2 separate regions of the Rattus norvegicus genome follow, and region 1 is linked to region 2. Evidence: chromatin contacts called from public Hi-C data. All regions are on one chromosome and are shown on one strand. The core of a region is the stretch at or near the end of the contact, and the rest is flanking DNA. Distances in the headings are between cores, read along the strand shown.

Region 1 (3,900 bases), core at 194-2,693, 51 kb before region 2:
GTCAGTGGATTGTAGCCAGAAACGCTGGTGGGCTCACTGGGGTGGGGAGGGCTTTCTGGCTTGCCTACTTACTTACTATGTGCTCAGCATGGTGCTATGAACTTACTTAATACAGGCCATACCTGGAGAAGCCATTACAGGCCACACGGGCCATGTCACCTGCCTGGAGTCCCCAGTTAGAAGGAGGTGTCAGAAGTGGCATCTCATTTAGGCCAAGTACTTTTGGGGCTCCCCTATCTTTGGGAGTGTTACTGTTGCTGCCACCTCCTCTCACGCTGTTCCAGCCATCTCTTTAGAAAAGGCTAACCTTGTTTTGTAGCCTCTGCTACTCCTTGGATGAGCCCGAGAGCCATTCTCTCAACTTTTCCGTGACTGTTCCTAGGGATCCTCTAGGGAGAGGCTGGTGCCAGGCGCCACCTTGGGCCCCTGACAGTGGCCCAGTAGGCCTTGCTGTGGGACGTGGTATTTTTCCACTCCTGTTGCTGATCTTTCATAACAGGGCCAGAGGCCTTGTGGAAAATGGAGGCTTAGCGGGCACCTCATCCCTGGCCCTCTGTAGGTTGGTGGATTGCAAGGGAGAGCTAACTTCTAGTCTCTTGCTACTCAGCTTTACTTGAGAGCAGATGGCCTGGCCAGCAAGATCTTTCAATCACTCACATTACACGAGGGGAAACTGAGGCTGGGCAGGTAAAGTCATTCCATTTATAACGGGCAGAGCTGAGTTCAAACTCACAACTAACTAGCCCTGTCTGCCCCATTCTGCTTTGTTTCTGACATAACAGGTTGTCCTGGGGTGTGACCACAGACCCAGCCACATACACGTCCAGGCCCTCCAGACTTCCACTGGCAGTCTGTCTCCTTGTGAGAGGAGAGCAGGAACATACCAGGCTTCTGCCTCCCTGCACCTGCTAGCCAGCACAAGGATGTGACTGAGAGGTGGGAAAAGAGAATTGCCTGAGTTCAAACCCCAGTTTGGCCACCAACAAGCTGTGTAGGGTTGGGAAAGTTAGTTAAGTTTGCTGAACCGCAGTTTCAATTGTACAGGATCAGAGAAACTCAGGAGGATTAAATGAGCTGCCACCCTCATGGGGGTGCCATGTGAATGTCCAAGCTACCTGGCTTGTTAAATAAGTGAAAATGACATTCATTCTGGGACCTGTTTCAGACGCTCGGAGAGTTGGGCAGGCCGGGAAAGAAAAGCCAAGCACCTGAACTCGGGCCCTCCATCCATCACCCTCCCGTCTCCTGAACTAAGTTAGCCACAGAAAGAAACTTGGCCAAGGTGAAGGCTCAGCCCCCAGGGCTGGGAGTCTGGTTTGCAGCCAGGACTGGAAGCTGAAGCCAGCCAGCGGGTGGGCCCCTGGATGGGGTAGGCAGGCAGGCGGACGGCCTCTGAGGGCTTCTCAGCACTGAGCTGGAGGAAGTCCACAGAGCTGTTTGTCTTGGCTTCTCTGACCCATCAGAGCTGCTATTGTTCTAGGAACCACGCGTGCACCACAAGCAGGGTATAGCTCAGGGTAGGTCCGGGTGCCTCTGGTCAGTCATGTTTTCATGGTAGCCATAGCTGCCACTTATTTGGTCTTGGCTCTGACCCCTTTGTAGTATGCTGCGTCTCAAATATTGCTGACTGTGCCTTGTGGACGTCAACCTCCATAAGACTGGAGGTGCTGGTATTCTGTCTAAGCTCCACCCCCACAGCTACCTGGCAATAGCCAGGTATATTCTGCCCCACAGTTGCCTAGCAACAGCCAGGTATGCTCTGCCCCACAGTTGCCTGGCAACAGCCAGCTGTGCCTGACTATAAAGGAGACTGCTTGCCCCCTCCTCTCCCTCTCTCTCTTGCTCTTCCTCTTCTTGTGCCCTCTTCCCTGTCCCTTCTCTTCCACCCCACCCCCTTTCCCTCATGTGCCCACGACTGGCCTTTGTTCCTCCACCCTCTATTCTTCTTATTTCATTAAACCTTTCCATGTGGAACTATGTTGGTTTGGTGTGCTTTGTCTGGGCACGGGCCAAGATTTGAACCCCAACATTGGTCTAACAGGAGGGCTCCCTACAGCCTGGCCAGATGCACACCAGAACCTTTACACTGACCATTAGCTCTGCCTGCACCCCCTTTGGATGCTCTCTACTCCCCTCTCCTATTGTCTCGTCACCATAGTCACCTTTGCCCGGCCACCTTATAAATGTCACACATGTCCCATTGCTTATCTTCCTGCAGCCTAGCTCTTTCCAGCCAGCACACACATTGGACATTGTGGATCCCTTCACTCCGCTTCTATAATGGGACCCACACACAAGAGGCTCAAAGGACTGACTGTCCAGCATGCTTAGCACCAGATTCCCCCAGGTACTCCCAGACAGACTAGCTTCTTTGTAGGAAAATGAGGCAGAGGGCAGAAGGCAATTGCTACTTCCTCAAGCACGTAGGGCAGATCCATTGGTCTGTAGACCTGAGTCGTGATATGCCTCTTCTCAACCCTCAAGTTCACTGTTCAACAGCCAAGGGAGGGAGGGGCTGCTCTCGGACAAGCTGCCTGACCTCTTATGAGCCTCAGCTCCCTCAGTGTTTAGAGGAGAATAACACGCACACTCCCAAGACTGTGCAGAAGTAAGAAGCACAGTGGGCAGGGTCCCTAAGAGAACAGGCAACATCATGTTGACTCTCTCTGTTTGTCCTATGGAGTGATGCTAGCAGGGAGTGGTCAGGGCCTGGCTGGCTTCCCTTCAGACTGAGATTCAGTACAGCAGGGGGCTCTGCACCTGAGTACAGAGACAGTAACACAAGGCAGCTAGGTGGCGCTACTTCAGCATCTCCTCTAAACTCCGGGGGCTGCCAGATCACTTTGCAAAGTTAGGGTCCACACTGCAGGCTGATAATTGTAGCCAGTAGTAGGGCTGCTGCTGGCCTCTGGCTCAGTGAGCCTTGCTTACCACACCCACAGTGCACATCAGGGAACAGGGCAGTGGCTGGTGACAGAAGCTCAGTGGGGCCACCTGGCTGTCCTCCAGTCATAAGGTCACTAAGCTCCTGACCAGTGGGTGGTGGACACCCAGGGTTCTTACTCAGTGAGAGACAATGCCACACAGGGCTGTGTGTGTGTTATCTTGTCAGAGCACTCCTGTGTGCCAATGTGGAGCCTCCTTCTAGGGTAGCACTCGCTGAAAGGTACTTCAGCCTTCAAGAGAAGGCTGGCCACAGTGTGGCTGTCCCTGAGGCAGGGACAGGAGTCCACTCACCTTGCCTGTGGACCGAACACCCTTCCAGATGCAGAAAAAACAGACGAGCCAGACTAAGAGGAGGCAGAGCGCGAGGTCCCATTTCAGACTGCCTGGGTGGTCGATTCCGGAGGACAGGCTGAGCACGTTGCGCCTTTAGAGAAAGAGGACAAGAGGTCAGGGGCTGGGGGTTAGGGGGTACTTGACAGCTAAGCCAGCATGGGCAAAACCCTGGGTTCTGTTTCTGACACCATGACAGAATGAAATACAAAATGCTCATTTTCACTGGGAAGGTTATGGCAGGCAGAATTGCCTTAAATCTGAGGCATGCCTGGGCTACATAGTGAATTCCAGGCCAGCCTGGACCACAGAGCATGACCTGTCCTTATCCCTACTCCTCACTGACAGTCTCTGCCCCAGGCACTGCATGTATGCAAGCTTGGGATCCCGATTTGTCAGGAAAAGAACAGAGGGGAGCAGGGCAGTCAAACTGCAGGATCCTTATTAGGTAATCTTAGGCGCAGTCCAGCCTGGTCATGAGCAAGTCACGTCCCCAAGCCTTGGTTTCCTCATCTGTAAAATGGAAACTGATTTAATTGGCTGAGGAAAAAGGTTCTTGCTGCCAAGCCTGCTGAACTGGTCTGCATGCACGGGACCTGCATGGTGGAAGTAAAGGACTGACTC
Region 2 (3,472 bases), core at 76-2,575:
ATTTAAAAAAGATCTCTATGACATTTATTTGAAAGCTAGCTGTGCCAAATCGGAGGCCAATTTACTGACATCCAAATGGAGCCACGTGCTACTAAACCGCAGTCGGAAGACCCTCCGGGTCAAGCGCCTGGGCAGTCTTTGAGATGATTTATTTCTCCAGGCAGGAAATGGGGGCCCCCGGCTGTCTCCCAAGCCTTTGGGGCTGGTCCTGGAGAAGGCAGGGATCTGGCAGAGGCCAAGCAGTGACCAAAATAGCCAGGTCGGTGGCCCTGCTGAGCACACGCCTCCCTTGCACCCAGGATAGTCTAGGCTGAGGCTTTGGGACTGTAGGACCTGTTCCTGAGACTGGTTCCTTGTGTGGCTTCCCCAGTGGGAGCGGACCAGAATCTCCCACCCAAAAGAGGAACCTATAAAGGGAAGGGGAGCAGCCTAGAGGAAGATGTGTCCAGCTGGTGCTTGCTTCCCACTGCCCATTACCCCTGGCTGTCGCTCCGGGCCTCAGTCTGCTACTCAAACCTAGGGGCAGCTGTCACTATCACCTGCGCGCCACACCCAGACAGCACCTGGAGCCATACCTCCCTTTTACCTCTCCTAAATACTACGGAGAACCAAAGATGCCAATTGGGCCCACTGGGCACAAGGAATGTCCTCTTGGGTACAGCCGAAAGACACTAGACTTGCCCACAACCAGGGACCCAGGGGATACAGCCACAATCAGGGACACACACGTGCACACAGCTAGCGTTCCGGAGACACAGACGCACGTACAGGTTCGCATAGGCAAGGTGTGTGTGTGTGTGTGTGTGTGTGTGTGTGTGTGTGTGTGTATCAGGAGACAGAGCCACACGGCCACACTACACTCAGGTAAGGCAGCCCAGGGCATTGAAAATATCACACACCCCGGGGCGCACATGTACACGGCTGCCTAGGGTGGAGAAACAGCCACCCTCAGAAACAGAGATATCCAGGGAAAAGGAGACACTCTCCGCGGGACACACACACACACACACACACACACACACACACACACACACACACACACACACACCTGCCGCTGCACCAGTAGCCCCAGCCCCTTCGCCAGGGAAACAATAACTCCCTCTCCAGCAGAGCGGAGCAGGAGACCCTCGTTCCCTCCCTTAGGGGTGAAGGGGATGAAAGAGCGCGGGGAGGCCAGACCCGCAGGGACGCGGTGAGGTGGCGAAGCGCGGCCCGGGGAGGGGGCTGCAGTCGCGGCCCGCACGCCCTGGGTACCTGGGTGGCTAAGCCCACAGCGGATGGCCCGGCCCGAGGCTGGCGGGATTGGCGGCGATCGCGGCGTTGGCGGCTTGGCACGGGAGTTCAGCAGCAGCCAGGTCCCGGAGTACGACGCTGGCGGCGGCGCGGAGGAAGCGGTAATTTATAAGCGGCTTCTCCCTGACCTCGCGTGTCTGTTGTCTGAACAGGCAGCTCTCCGCATCACCCATCCTGCTGGGTGGAAAAATACCAGCTTGGCCGGGCCTGGGCGGGGCCTAGGGCGGGGTCTGGGCGGTCAGCCACGCCCACACACAGGACACACACACACACACACACACACACACACACACACACACACACACGCATGCACGCACGCGCGCAGGAGCTCGGACACACAAAGAACCCGGGCTCGCCTCGTCGAGCGCGCGCACCCATCCTCATGCTCCATCAAAACGCTGGTAGCAAATGGCCCTGCTCAGGCCTCTCATGCAGGCGATGAGGCATTAGAGACCCAGACCCTTGGCTCGTCACCTTCCTTGATAGCCATTAGCACACCACAGCGCTCTCTAACACATCCACCTAGGTCTAAGGACGAGCCCTGGGGCTCCCGTAGCAGCTAGGTCTATGCCAGAATCTGCCCCTCCTCCCCCCTCCCTCCCCAACTCGGAGTCCTCCCTGGCCAGTGTGAAACTCTGCGAGCCTGGCTGAGCTGCTGTGGAAATGATAATGGGGGCCAAGTCCCTCCCGGCCCACATGAGGCTGTCTTTTTGAAGCTCCCCTGACTTTGTCGTGGCTGTGTGACATCAGGCAAGTTCCCCAGACCTTCTGTGTCTTGGTTTCCTCATCTGTAAAACGGAAATAAAAATAGTGGAACTCATCACTTCTGGCTGCTGGGAGGGTCCAAGGTTAACAGTGTAAAGAGTCTGAACAGGACACCAGGCACCTAAGAAGTGCCAAACGAGTGTCAGCAAATGTGACTATTTTTAAATGGAGATGGGGAGTGTGCCATTATTCTTGTCCTTATTTGAATGAGCATGTCCTCCTTCTGATTGTACACACCACAGCCTGGCTGAGCCTGAGGTGGCGCTGTGTGACCTTCAGTAAGGCCTTCCCCTCTCTGCCCACTTCCTTTTCTTTCCTCTCCACTCTCTCTCTGCACACAAGTAGCATGTCTATCTTGCCTCTTCAACTGAGAATAAAAGCCTCAGACCTGGCCAGCCTGAACCCATTGTCCTAGGCTGGCACAAGACACCAAGAAGCAAAATAAAGAGGTAGTGTGACTCGTGCCTTTAATCCCAGCACTGGGAGGCAGAGGCAGGCAGATCTCTGAGTTCAAGGCCAGCCTGGTTTACAGAGTGACTTCCAACAGGGCTATACAGAGAAAACCCGTCTTAAAAAAAAAAAAAAAAAAATCCAGACTCACATGTCACTACCCACAGCACAAAGGGCTGAGACCAAGGGGTAGATCGGAGAGTAGAGAAGTAACTGGTTTGAACCCAGAGCAGACTTTAGGAAGCCCAGAACCTTTGGGCAGGCAGAGGGGTGGAGGTGGGGAGCAGAGGAAGCAAGGGCTGCAAGGCTGCAAGGGCCTGCAGGCATGGTGTCACAAGACTATACCGAGAGCCAGGGCAGGGGAGGCCACAGAGGCTCGGCAGGTCCAGGGATACGATTCGGAAAGCCTGGGAAGGCCAGAGTCTAAGAATGATAGGCACAGTATCTCCCAAGTGATGACTGTGAGGAATGGAAGGATGTGGCTCAGGCATTCATCAGCCTTCCTTTTCTGTAAAGTCAGCTCTGTGAGCTGGGAGATCTGGTCCTTGAACTCCAAGTACACAAGGCTTCGCAGGCCTGGTGCACAGAAGGTGCTCAACTACACTTTATTTATGTATTTATTTATTATGTTTTGAGATAGGAATGCCACTACATTGCCTGGCCTGGCCCCAAATTGTTGGACTTCAAGTCACCCTCCTACTGCAGAGCCCTTGGGTAACTGGGGTCACAGCTGAGTGACATTTGGGTCACCGCACCTACTATATTTATTTATTTAGTTTCCTCTCTTTAGCACTTTCCTGGCTGGTAGAATTCACTTCGTGTAAACAAGTTCAACCTGCCCCTCCCCAGATCATCCTTGTGAGCTCAGCACTGCTATTTCTCCCACTTCACAGAAAGGAAAACTGAGCCACTGAGAAAATAACTAGCCTGGGGGATGCTTGGCCAGTGAGTCACAGAGCTGGAA

The links. Hi-C and Micro-C count contacts between places; a contact is called where the count stands out from the background.
Region 1: a contact with region 2 is called in a Hi-C map of Schwann cells, with 4 times the contacts expected there. The contact joins the enhancer-like site here to the promoter of Slc6a6 in region 2. A contact is called at or near these places in 7 of 12 Hi-C or Micro-C datasets (the Rat2 cell line, Schwann cells, kidney and 3 more).

The regions. Positions count from the first base shown.
Region 1 is chr4:125,801,079-125,804,978 of GRCr8, reverse strand. Slc6a6 (solute carrier family 6 member 6) reads right to left here. Exons shown (of 15, transcript NM_017206.2): 6 at 3,238-3,370. Among named protein-coding and RNA genes, the nearest start is that of Slc6a6, 51 kb to the right of the region's middle. Within about 2 kb of position 1,443, at least 35 of the 93 cell types and tissues checked have an H3K27ac peak or open chromatin away from gene starts, as enhancers often do. A contact at or near this core is called in Schwann cells, where this site is marked.
Region 2 is chr4:125,750,355-125,753,826 of GRCr8, reverse strand. It overlaps Slc6a6 (solute carrier family 6 member 6), which reads right to left and starts at 1,325. Exons shown (of 15, transcript NM_017206.2): 1 at 1,255-1,325. All of the region lies in intron 2 of LOC102548902 (a long non-coding RNA gene), which reads left to right.